Linked DNA regions of Zea mays: region 2 is linked to region 1. The links are chromatin contacts, called in public Hi-C maps. All regions are on one chromosome and are shown on one strand. Each heading gives the region's core, a stretch centred on a gene start, on an enhancer-like site or on the middle of the called end of the contact. The rest is flanking DNA. Distances are from core to core; before and after follow the strand shown.

The links. Hi-C and Micro-C count contacts between places; a contact is called where the count stands out from the background.
Region 2: a contact with region 1 is called in a Hi-C map of ear, with 2.9 times the contacts expected there. The contact joins two enhancer-like sites. A contact is called at or near these places in 2 of 25 Hi-C or Micro-C datasets (ear and leaf).

What each region holds. Positions count from the first base shown.
Region 1 is chr1:64,338,962-64,344,713 of Zm-B73-REFERENCE-NAM-5.0, reverse strand. No RefSeq gene overlaps it. Among protein-coding and RNA genes, the nearest start is that of LOC100194090, 31 kb to the left of the region's middle. Within about 2 kb of position 3,588, at least 15 of the 20 cell types and tissues checked have an H3K27ac peak or open chromatin away from gene starts, as enhancers often do. A contact at or near this core is called in ear and leaf, where this site is marked.
Region 2 is chr1:64,520,638-64,526,389 of Zm-B73-REFERENCE-NAM-5.0, reverse strand. No RefSeq gene overlaps it. Among protein-coding and RNA genes, the nearest start is that of LOC109943633, 23 kb to the right of the region's middle. Within about 2 kb of position 2,614, at least 17 of the 20 cell types and tissues checked have an H3K27ac peak or open chromatin away from gene starts, as enhancers often do. A contact at or near this core is called in ear and leaf, where this site is marked.

The DNA of each region.
Region 1 (5,752 bases), core at 2,339-4,838:
ATCCTATCTTGTATCCTATTTTAAACTCTATTCCTTAAGCAGTGCACTCTATAGTACTAGAGACGACATTATATTGTGATCTTTAGTTCTCCGAACGCATATTGTTATTAGATAAATATTAGAGGGTTTAGTTTGAGGAATAAAGTAGTCCATTATCTTCTCACTCCTTATTTTTTTGTTTCGCTTGTGGAATGGAATGAGTTGATCGAGTGGTGAATCTAGCCGAGAATATTATCGAAGTCAACAGTGTTAACTTTGCTATATGATATAAATTTTCTTGAACTCTAACAGTGTTTTGCTAAAGGATTTAGAAATTTTATCGGGGTCGGCTGACCCCGACAGACCTAGCTAAATTTGCCCTGAGTTGATCCATCACCACCTCATTCTTCGTAGTTAGTTAGTTAATCTCTACTATATTAAAGCGCCAGTTTTGTTGTCCCAAACCACACCTCTGCATATAAATGGCCAAACGGCGGCCCGACGCCCACGAGCTGCAGCTCCGGCACGCCGGCCTGCTAACCGTGCCGGACCGGCCCGTTAGTCTGTCGGGCCATTTGGTTAAATCAGTGTAAAATGTTAAAAAGCAGTGCAGGAGGTGGGGTTCGAACCCATGCCCTGATGGAAGAAGGGCGAGAGACACTGAGTGAAGTCGTCTAATCAGTAGAACATCATGCTTAGGTGTTTTCAATATTGAATATAAATATAAATTGTACATATGTATACACATTTTTTTGTAAAATAAAAAATATAATCATGTCGGGCCGGTCCAACACTACGGGCCAAGGCTACGACCCAAGCACAGCACGGCGCTCGTGCCGAAGTGGCTCAGGCACTATTCAATGGGCCATGCCTCGAGCCGACCCACCAGGCATAGCCCATTTGGTCATCTATACCTCCACACGATAATGATGGTCCTCGCCTTAGTTGTCGCCACCTCGTTCGCCATCCTACTTCTTTTCTCTCTCCCCTCATGCCTCCGCCTCCGCACCACCCCATTCTCGGTAGAGGGCATGAGAGCAGGTGCCTCCCCCCGTATTCGTCCAACACCAGCCCCGACACTGACCCACACAGTGGCTATTGCACGTCCATGAGAACGTTTCACAGCATGCGTGCACCATCATTTTCGCCGTCGTCGGACGTCCCGTTCATCTTCCCGGCCTTCGCCCTGTTCTTCCTCCGCAACCTGCTACTCCCGCCCACGGTCGCAGCCGTGAGCCGACCGACGCTCGTCGACGCGGTACGGGGTGAGTCGGTCTTGCTTCTGGCCTTTCTCCAAGCGTGCCACCGAGGAGGACATGGTGGCTCCTGCCACGCTTAGGTTATCTTGGCGATGAGTAGTCCAGGTCTAAAATATTGGACAACAAAGGCCCATAGTGCGGCAGCAGTCGATATATGCTACAGAGTTGGTGGTGGTGTTGTGTCGCCTCGACGGGTCCAGGGCTGGGAAGGCACTCGCATTGTCTCGCCCTTCTTGGACTGACGCCTAGTGCGGGTGTCTCTCGGTTTGGAGCTGCTCCGGCTGGGCTTGTTTCTCCACTTGCGTGCTCTCTCCTTATATGTATCTAGCGGTATACTACCTATGCCGCCTCTAGATGCCTAGGTCTTCGTCGTGCCCTTCTCTAGCAACGAACAGGTATGCCCGCCTCTTCCCTTCCCTTCCTGCTCTACGAAACCTTGAAAGTGGGGGAGGCGAGGGATGGGGGTCTCTGATTTGCTGCCTATGGTACCCATTCGATGGCTCGGCATCGCTTGTCTACATGGTCTTTCCCTTACCACGATGTCGACTCAGTATATGTACCTGTCACCCATCCTTCTGTCATTGCAAAATTATTGTGTTGTTCCTCTGTTGTTTTGTGTGTTAGTTTTTTGTTGTGCTAAGGACTGGACATAATTTGGGTGTGTTAATACTTTATTTATTGTCTGCACATAGTTTGTGTTCTTCTGATGATGGCTCATGGATCCTGTGAAATATGTGTTAGGATTTGGAGATCCATGCGGGCACTACCACAGGGTGCTCGTCCCTTGTGTTCTTGGCTCTTGCATGCATTAGGCCGTTTCTGAGACCACATTGATGCAATGGACTCCATGGTAGTGTTTGAGGTTGCTGAATTGGATGGAGTAGCAATGGTTTGTCATGCTAACAGTAAAAGGAAATGTTATTTGTTGGTTTTAAACGTTAGTAATTGCTATAAAGTACCATAATTTGTATGGAGCGCATCCAATTTTTATTGATGCCTCACTTTAGCAACCACTCCATATTTTGATCTATCTTTTTTACAAGTTTGAGTTCATGTGACTTATTTTAGAAACTTGAGCTCGCAAACTTCCTCTTATTTGGTCTCTGTATGGTGGAATTATGTCATTCTATAATCTCTGTTCGTTCAGTCAGTCATGTGAACTATCGCTCACTTCATTGGTTGTGTTGTATCAAGATATATTGGATAGAGTAAACAACAACATGAGTTAGTCAAATAAAAAAGTATTATACGGAGAGCGGAGACAATCAATAAAAAATTATAAGATATTTTTGGTAGATAATTTACGTGTGTATTGTTGTGAGCCGTCGTAACATACGGACAACCGTCTAATTAAATACTAATATTAGGAATGTAGTAGTTCCACCAAATTTATAAGAAATGGACTTAAGATGCACCACCTTTTGATTGATTCCTGGAAGTCCGCTAGCTATAGCTAGCTGCTACCGTACATGTATACAGGGGCGGATTTGGGCCCTGGGCCACCTGGGCCGTGGCCCGGGGCGCAGCCCAAAAACCCTCTTATATATAGGCATTTTTTCAACAAAAAAATCTAGACCAAAATATACTTCAGCCTAAAAATATGGCCTAAAAGACCTCCTACTGCACCAATTGAGTCTGGTGCTGGCGGCCTCCCTCAGTCGCTCAAGCCGCGAGAACACAGATTCTTTCAATTATTTTGCAAACCTGCGTGGCTGCATTTCCTATGTTGCCAGCCGCCTCCATTCAGTCCTCTATCGTTCTCCACGCCTTCAGGCTCTACGAATCCGACAATGGAACAAGGCAGCAACCTCCGAGGCAGCCGGACGGGCTCTGACTCAGGCATCCGCCACCGCCAGTCCGCCTCCAGCGTCCCTGCGATCCTATAGCAATGACGCGTGCGGCCCGCACTAGCACCACACCACCACCCAAATCCGCCCTAACAATACATCTCCCAAACTATACAGCTTCCTCAACCTATTTTCCTTTCTTTTCTTACCCATAGGCGAGGGCGGAGCGCCTCCCTGGCCAATTGGCAGTGACCACCTAAGCAGCGAGCGCTGTGTGCTGACTGCCATGTGCCCATCAGCCCATGATTCTCCTCTATTGTGAGCAATTATTCCCGAATGTCTGATTCTCTTTCTCTATCTGCCACAGTTTCACCGGATTGTTTTAAATATTACTACCCATAAAGTATGAAAAAATAAAAAAACAAATAGTAATCGTTATATTTGTAGAGTTGCCCGGCACGTTATTTTTACGGAGCTCCGAACCTTTCATGAGATTAGAAGCGCGCGCCTACGCGTTTGTGCGTGGTATGGCCGCCGGAACGCTGGCTACAGAGATGCATGGGTGCGGTGCAACGCAGTGATGTGCAGCTAGTAGGTACGCTCTCCATCCTACCGCCGAAAGCCGTCCGGAAAGGTAGACGACAAGCCACTTGCGGCCGTGGGCACGTTTCCGCTTGACTTTTCAGGTGTCCCGTGTCCATGCCCCCCTTTGTCTGCCGAACCACGCACGAATAGCTAGCTAGGACAAAGTATGCGTATGGGAGATTGGATGTGTGCTAGCTAGTAGTAACTTGTTATCTAGAGTGTTTGCTATTTTATTTCACTTTGGACCATGAGTGCGTGTATATACGCAGCCTATATATGCGTTATTTGTCAACTAAATACCACTAATAATAAGCCGGCCTAAGGAGTACTTGATTAATTGTCTAGCTTACAGTATATATCTAGACTTGTCGTCTGTGCATTACTGATGCAGCCCGGACTGTCCGTGTTTCGGCCTTTTCACTTGCCCTTAATTCATATCGATTTTTACTGTTTTACAATATTTTTTGTCTTTATAAATTACAGCTCAGTCGGTTTTAATTGGAAACGAACACCCCTTGTTTCTCAGTTCAGATTCACACGCACTTTGGCAATGAACCCAGGAATATTATTAGGTGCCACCCTCACGAATCCACGGAGCCCTTTAATTTGCTTTATTTCTTTTGCGTGGAGCCGCTGGTAATATATATATATATATATATATATATATATATATATATATATATATATATATATATATATATATATATATATATATATATATATATATATATATATATATATATATATATACTAGATATGTGCCCGTGCGTTGCCACGAGAGTTAAAATTTCTAAGACATTAATAACCGCACGCAGACAGTTAAATTTCCAACCTATTATATTGCACAAGCTGAAGCACATATTTATGCACAAATCATATATCGTTTTATCACTCGTCGTACCTTCAGCCTTCAACTCCATCTAGTTGAATAAATTTGGTCATGGTTGTGGTCGTGTTCTACGACCGCGCCGGGGCGGGGAACGCACATAGGCAGAGGAGCAGCAGCAGCGCGCAACTTCAGTGCATGCACAGGCGGCCGCCGCATCGTGTCTTTCACTGTGGATAGGCGACGGAGAAGACGGCGGCAACGGACACGTACGTGTCCCCGGGCTGCATGACGTAGGTGACGAGCGTCGTGGCGTTGTCGGCGGCGGCCGGGCACTGGCAGAAGACGGGGAACGTGACCATGGTGCCGACTCGAGGACGGTGGGCACCAGCGTGGAGTTCACGCGCTCCACGGCCTAGTACTGCGTGAGGTTCTGCAGCTTGGTAGTGGAGACGATCCAGTAGGTGTCCCCCGAGCCGATCTGGTACTGCATCGCCGCGTACGAGCTGGGGTACCAGGAGGGGCAGCGGCACGAACAGCGGCTGCCCGTTGGCCAGCGCGGCCGTCGTGGAGAGGTTGTTGGCGTGCGCGACCATGAAGCGGCTGACGACGAAGAGGTCACCGATGGCCGCGAGATCGAGCGGCACGCCCGCGAAGCCGGCGCGGTAGAGCGCGTACGCCTGGCATGGGTACGTGCGGTTGGCGGTGCAGTTGAACCCCTCGATGGACACCGGCGCGGCCGTGGCCATGGTCGTGTTCTGCGACCGCGCCGGGGCGGGGAACGCGCACAGGCAGAGGAGCAGCAGCAGCGCGTTCAGCCTCAGTGCATGCAACAAGACAACGACGATCGCAGAGCCTCAGAGGAAACACGATGGGTGGCGCCTCGCTAGGTTCCTAAATTAAAAAGTATATATGGCTAATTATTTTTGTGCGGGTACATATTAGATTTTGTTGGATTTGTGGTTTTTATCTAGCTGATTTTATTCTCGAACTGGAAATTGTAGATTGTACGATGCTACAAGCGGCTGCGGCCAGCGGGTAAGAGTAAGATTGTGAACCAGGCCTCGAGTCCATAGGGCTAGCCGGCTAGCGCTACCCGGGTAGGGGAACCGATCGAGCCGACAACAGCTGAGCAGCACTGCAGGCTTGCAGCAGAGGGACAGGCGAACAACAGCCAGCCACCAGGCCAGCCCCCTCAATTTCCACGACGCTTCATGAGTGGAGGGAGACACGATGCTTGCATCAGCTTCTCGGCTTGCATGCAGGTTGTGTAGCAGCTTGTGCGGCTTGCATGTGGCTTGCATGCGGCTTGCATG
Region 2 (5,752 bases), core at 1,365-3,864, 180 kb before region 1:
GTGGTGCACCGGACACTGTCCGGTGGTGCACCGGACACTCACCGGACAGTCCGGTGCGCCAGATCAGAGGTGCCTTCGGTTGTCCTTTTGCTCTTTTGTTGAACCCAAAACTTGGTCTTTTTATTGGCTAAGTGTGAACCTTTGGCACCTGTATAACTTATACGCTAGAGCAAACTAGTTAGTCCAATTATTTGTGTTGGGCAATTCAACCACCAAAATCATTTAGGAAATATGTGTAAGCCTAATTTCCTTTCAGCTATCAACCTCTCACATTGGCTCGATATATACGCTTATAATTGAGGGATTTTATGCTCAAAACTTAAGGTTATTACGCTCTAAACCGGAGATGCGTCCACCAGTGAACAACATGCCAGATTTTTTATACAACGTAACGAATTGTATAAATACCTACATCATGTAGTATAATTTATATCAGTATATATTATAAAAATAGAAATGGAGACCCGCGTACACGTAGCAATATTGCAGGCAGAAGCAGCATCGATCGATGCATAAAATATAAGTCAGCGGCGGGTGACAGACCGGCTCCTCCACAATGCATAGTCATCGACAACCAACAAACCCATCACCCTCTTTGACTAATTAACCTGCAAATCCATTAGTTAATGATTAAAGGGCTCCCTGGAGCCGTCTAGACTAGCCCCGGGCCCTGATTAAACTAAGCCGGTAACTAGGACTAGTGGAGTGGCCTAGTTTGTTCCCTTGTTTAATTAGTGCTTGCTTTCCCATCGTCAGACTTAGCTTGTCCAGTGAGCTACTACAGCTAGAGCAAGTAAAATTATTCCACCAAGTTGGTGTGTGGACGACAAACCATGCATAGAGTAGTGGTTGGAGTCTTGGAGAGGATTATTGGAGGTTGCCACAGTAATCCATCTTTATCCCCGGAGTCCACGCCAAAGTCTATAGATTAGCATCAGGAGTAGGAGTAGGGAGTCAGTATAGTAGCAGTATTTAAATTGCATCTCATGCTAGTTGAAAGATAAGCGTGCATCTGATTGATTTCATCACATGATAGCTTCTTCTTTTCCTTTTTTTTTGTGCGAAACGATACTCACTGGAACAAACGGGTTCCGTACAAAAAGAGGCTCGGACCTCTGCTGTTCAGTATTGATTGAGTTGAAATAGGTACTTACGCAAGCATCAATACCGGTTCTAACTACCATGCCTCTAGGAGGAGTATTAGTATCGTTTGGTGGCTCCAACCGTTATTAAAAAGCCTGATTTACTACTGGTTGGTAACACCAGCTGACAAAAAAACGATATTAAAAGGCTTTTTAGTATTTTTTTGTCACTAATGGTAACATGTGAAAGGATCATGATGTCCAAGAGAAGGGTGAATTGTGCTTTTCTAAAATTCTTAAAAAAATTAAACCCTAGACATGAGCCCAACTTCACCCAAACTACTAGCAAGAAGTAAAAACTATGAAACGGAGAACAACCATAAGTCATTATGATAAATACTAGCAAAGCAAATACACGACGTGGGAGCGTGTGTGATGCACGAGATACATCAGATTTTAAAAGGTTCAGGACGTTAAAGAGTAATATCATATGTCCTCTAGGTTGCTTGATTGTATTACTTGGAGGGCGAAATGGTTAAGTGTGTGTGTGGGAATCGAGAATTTGTGTTCTATTTGTGGTGTTCTCTTCGAGGTGTTTTTTGCGCTGTCCCTTTAGAAGGGGTCCCCATCTCCCTTTCATAGTCCAAGGGAGAGGGGTTTTACAAGTTATGTGGGGTCGGTCTAATAGCTAGGCCCCTCGTTCATGCATGCGCCCACAGTGCCGCATTGGTCCTGTTGTATAGGCACAACAACTCTCTGACTCCACTAACTTCTTGATCAGCCGCATGTGGGTGGCTAAACATGTGGTGAGCTCAAAGCCTTTAGAGGCATTGGGGGGCTGGGGCACGTGACGTGCCTAGACCCTAATGTGTGGTCGGTGGAGCGGGTGGACGCAAGAGGCCTCTCATGGGCACCGGAGCCCTGGGACATGTGCCACATTTAGATCCATCAGGGACAAGGCCCACCAGCGACATGTGTCGCAACCAGACCCCCTCAATGGATTGGCGAGGGCGTCCACAGAAAGAGAGCTTGGTTAAGATGTGTGTATCAAGGGTCTCGGGCATGTGGCATGGGTCTCGGCCTCACACTATTCTTCTCGTAACTAGGTCTTCTTGACATGATGACCTACCATGATGATGGGGTCCTAAGTCTATACTCCGCGCTGGCGGGTTATGTTGTAACTCATGATTGTGGTATACAGTAAAAACAATGTACCTAGAAAAAGCTAAAAATAGCTCGTAATTTAAAACATAGAGAGTGAGAGTACAAGATAAGTAAAGAATCGATGCCTATATATAAATGGCTTGTAACTCGTACATGATATGTCTCTGTTAATTTGAAAATGAAAATTTGGACAAGTATACATACGGTGCTAAAACACAGTCGATCTTCGTCCTTCAGCGTTTTATTCAAGATTAATTAATGGGTCCCGGGCTCCCGGCCCGCCTGGTTATTAGCAGCACCATTGGGGGCATTGCCATAGACTGCCGGAGCCGATCGTGGGCCCTGTGCGGTATCCCCCTCAAAGCGAACAGCTCGCCCATCCGAAGCGTGGCCTTGGTCCATGGGCTTGGTGATGTTGTTGTGGCTACTGTGTCGTATCGGGTGCGTTTAGCCCCAAAAGGAAATACCGCACAAGCAGCCCATTCAAGAGATCATTTCGTCCAAGATAGCTAGGGCCCATGTTTTTTCCATATCATTTTGGCCCATTCAAGATCAAGAACGACCTTTTGCATTCGTGGCAAACCCTAGAGATAGTATAGGCGACGTAGATGCTTGCACATATATACATCACCATGCATATGCCTGAGGACATACACCGCGTGCGAGTGCAACTAGCGTGTAAATGGTAAAAATATTATTCATCTATATTCGAATCGATGGGATCTATCTAAGAGGCTTAAGATCTAATCCGTATTCGAGTTTGGTATTCAATATCTGTTGAGTATCCTATTTATATTCGTATCCGTATTCGTATCCTCAAAGTTGGATAATTAGGATGTCGATATCCGTTTAAATCTTATCGAACACAACTCGATAATATCCATATATATCCGAATCGAGTCCGAAGAGAAAATACGAAAACAAATATCCGATCTGATTTTACACACACTAGTGGCAAGCAACGTCACGACGTTGATTTCGTGCAGACATGAGCACGCGAGAGCGTCTGCACATAGTAGCGTACTAGTACGAGCTGTCCGAGCACCTTGCTAGCTAGCTAGCTATAGAGGCGGCCCGTCTACTTGTGCGTCTAACGATGGCGATGCCAACGGCATCATGCATATCCCCATGGGCTATATATAAACTAGATCACTAGTTAACGAAAAGGGACAGATTGATCGTCATCATCGATCTAGGTGAATGAACCGTATACTTGATCATCTAAATTGAAATTAATTTTTTATCGGTGAAAGGAACTGCGCAATATATAAATGCATTTGTACACGCTTAATAGTAGAGAAATAAGAATGATCAGTGGCCAATACAAAAACCATGCATCGCGGATATATCCCTATTACTCCTTAAGAGCGGAGTGTAGACGTCCACACATTTGAGTGGTGAACGGTTCTGCCTATGGCGCGTGGATGGAAGGTCCTCTTGCCGTTGCCGCCGATGGAAGGTGCCGCGGATCCCGGCCCTCCTCCCACACTGCCTCTCCCTCCCCCTGTGCTCCACCTCGCCGTGTCCGCAATGGAACCCACCCGCGGATCTCGCCCACGATGCACGCCTCCACCGCGCCGCCGATGGAAGGTGCCGCGGATCCCGGCACGCCCGCTCGCCCGGATCTCGCCGTGTCCGCGCATGGATCCCGCCCGCTCGCCCGGTCTCGGCACGCTCTCGTGGTGGAGGCACCCGCTCGCCCGGATGCTCATGAATACTGTCCAAGCTCGCGAGGCCTCCGCCCGCCTCCCCCACCGTGACAGGTACCCCTGCGCCCCGCCTCCCTCCGACGCCCCTACCACACCGCCATCTCCGCGCGCAGATTCAAGGCAGGCGCGCCCCGCTCCCAAATTTCCTCCGCGCTAGGGATCCGCCGCGAATCGCCCATGGCAGCCGCACTCCATCGCCCCCTTCCATCCATGGCATCGCGCGTCCGCGCCCCTACGCCGCCACCTCACTCCTGGTCCTCTCTCTTGCCCCCATCCCCCATGAATCCCACCTCCGTGATGCCCTCAGTCCCCTTCCGCTCTCAGATTTCGGCATCTCCCGGATCCGGCCACTCGCGAGGGCCTTCTGCGACGCGCCGGCCTCGCGTGCGGATGCGGGGGCCAACGGGACGCCCAGCCCGCAGGTACTCACCCCCGATCACTCTTCCTCCTGTTGCCGTGTAGGATTTAGGCATCCGGTGCCCAACTGTGATTGCTCCGTGCGGACTTACGGTTCCAGCGTGTGCCCTGCTACTCACTCTTTCTCAATTAACGTGTAGGATCACGCCGAGAAGGATCCGCCCGATGTGCTAGACGTTGCTATCGTTGGTGGAGGCATGATGGGCTTGGCTGTCGCTTGTGCAATGTGTAGGTATTGCTGTTCGTGTGCTCTGCCCTGTTTTAAGGTACCGATGTGATGAGTCGTCTTGTGTTCAGTTGTGCCTGGCAGTCGATGCTCTCTTACTCGTCGCATTAGTATTTGACCATAAATAGTATCATCCCTAGAATGAGAATGTTTTGGCAGCTGCCACTTCGTTCTCTGGGAGCTGGAGTGTTGTTTACCCGTTCATAGTTTAATCTCAAGTATTTTTACCATCGAACCATTGCTTGTATTGACGTGTTAATGTTGTAATTTCTCATGCTTTTATGTCCTGTATGCAACCAATATGCCGTTAACGAAACACCTTAGAGTCGCTATTATCGATAGCAATCCAGCGCTGAAGTCAAGAAGTTACCTGGGCAAAAATAGTATACCTGTCGGCGTTTCGAGACCGGGGGGTCCCTGGGCCGACGAGTGAAATGTCGCCGCGTGCCCCAGCCCAGATGGGTCGGTGCGAGGCCGAGCGCGAAGGGGGGAAAAAGGCGACCGGAGACGGGCGTGAGAGAGGTGGAAATCCCGTGACCTTCGTGTTCGTCCCGCGCCCAGGTCGGGTGCGCTTGCAGTAGGGGGTTACAAGCGTCCACGCGGGAGAGGGAGCGAGCGGCCTCACGCGAGCGCCTGTCCCGTCCTCGTCCCCGCGCGGCCAATCCTCTGTAAGAGGGCCCTGGTCCTTCCTTTTATAGGCGTAAGGAGAGGATCCAGGTGTACAATGGGGGTGTAGCAGAGTGCTAACGTGTCTAGCGGGGGAGAGCTAGCGCCCTAAGTACATGCCATCGTGGCAGCCGGAGAGGTTTTGGCACCCGGTTCGTGTGGTGTCGTGGCCGTCGGAGGAGCGTTGAAGCCTGGCGGAAGGACAGCTGTCGGGGCTGTCGAGTCCTTGCTGACGTCCTCTTGCTTCCGTAAGGGGGCTGAGAGCCGCCATCATCATAGAGCGTGCGGGGCGCCATCATTACTTTGTCTGGCGGAGCGAGCCAGATGGGACGCCGGTCTTGTTTCCCGTAGCCTGAGTCAGCTCGGGGTAGGGTAATGATGGCGCCTCTTGTTGACGTGGCCGGCCCGCGCCCTAGGTTGGGCGATGTGGAGGCTCCTCCGAGGTCGAGGTCGAGTCTGTCTTCCGTGGCCGAGGTCGAGTTCGAGCC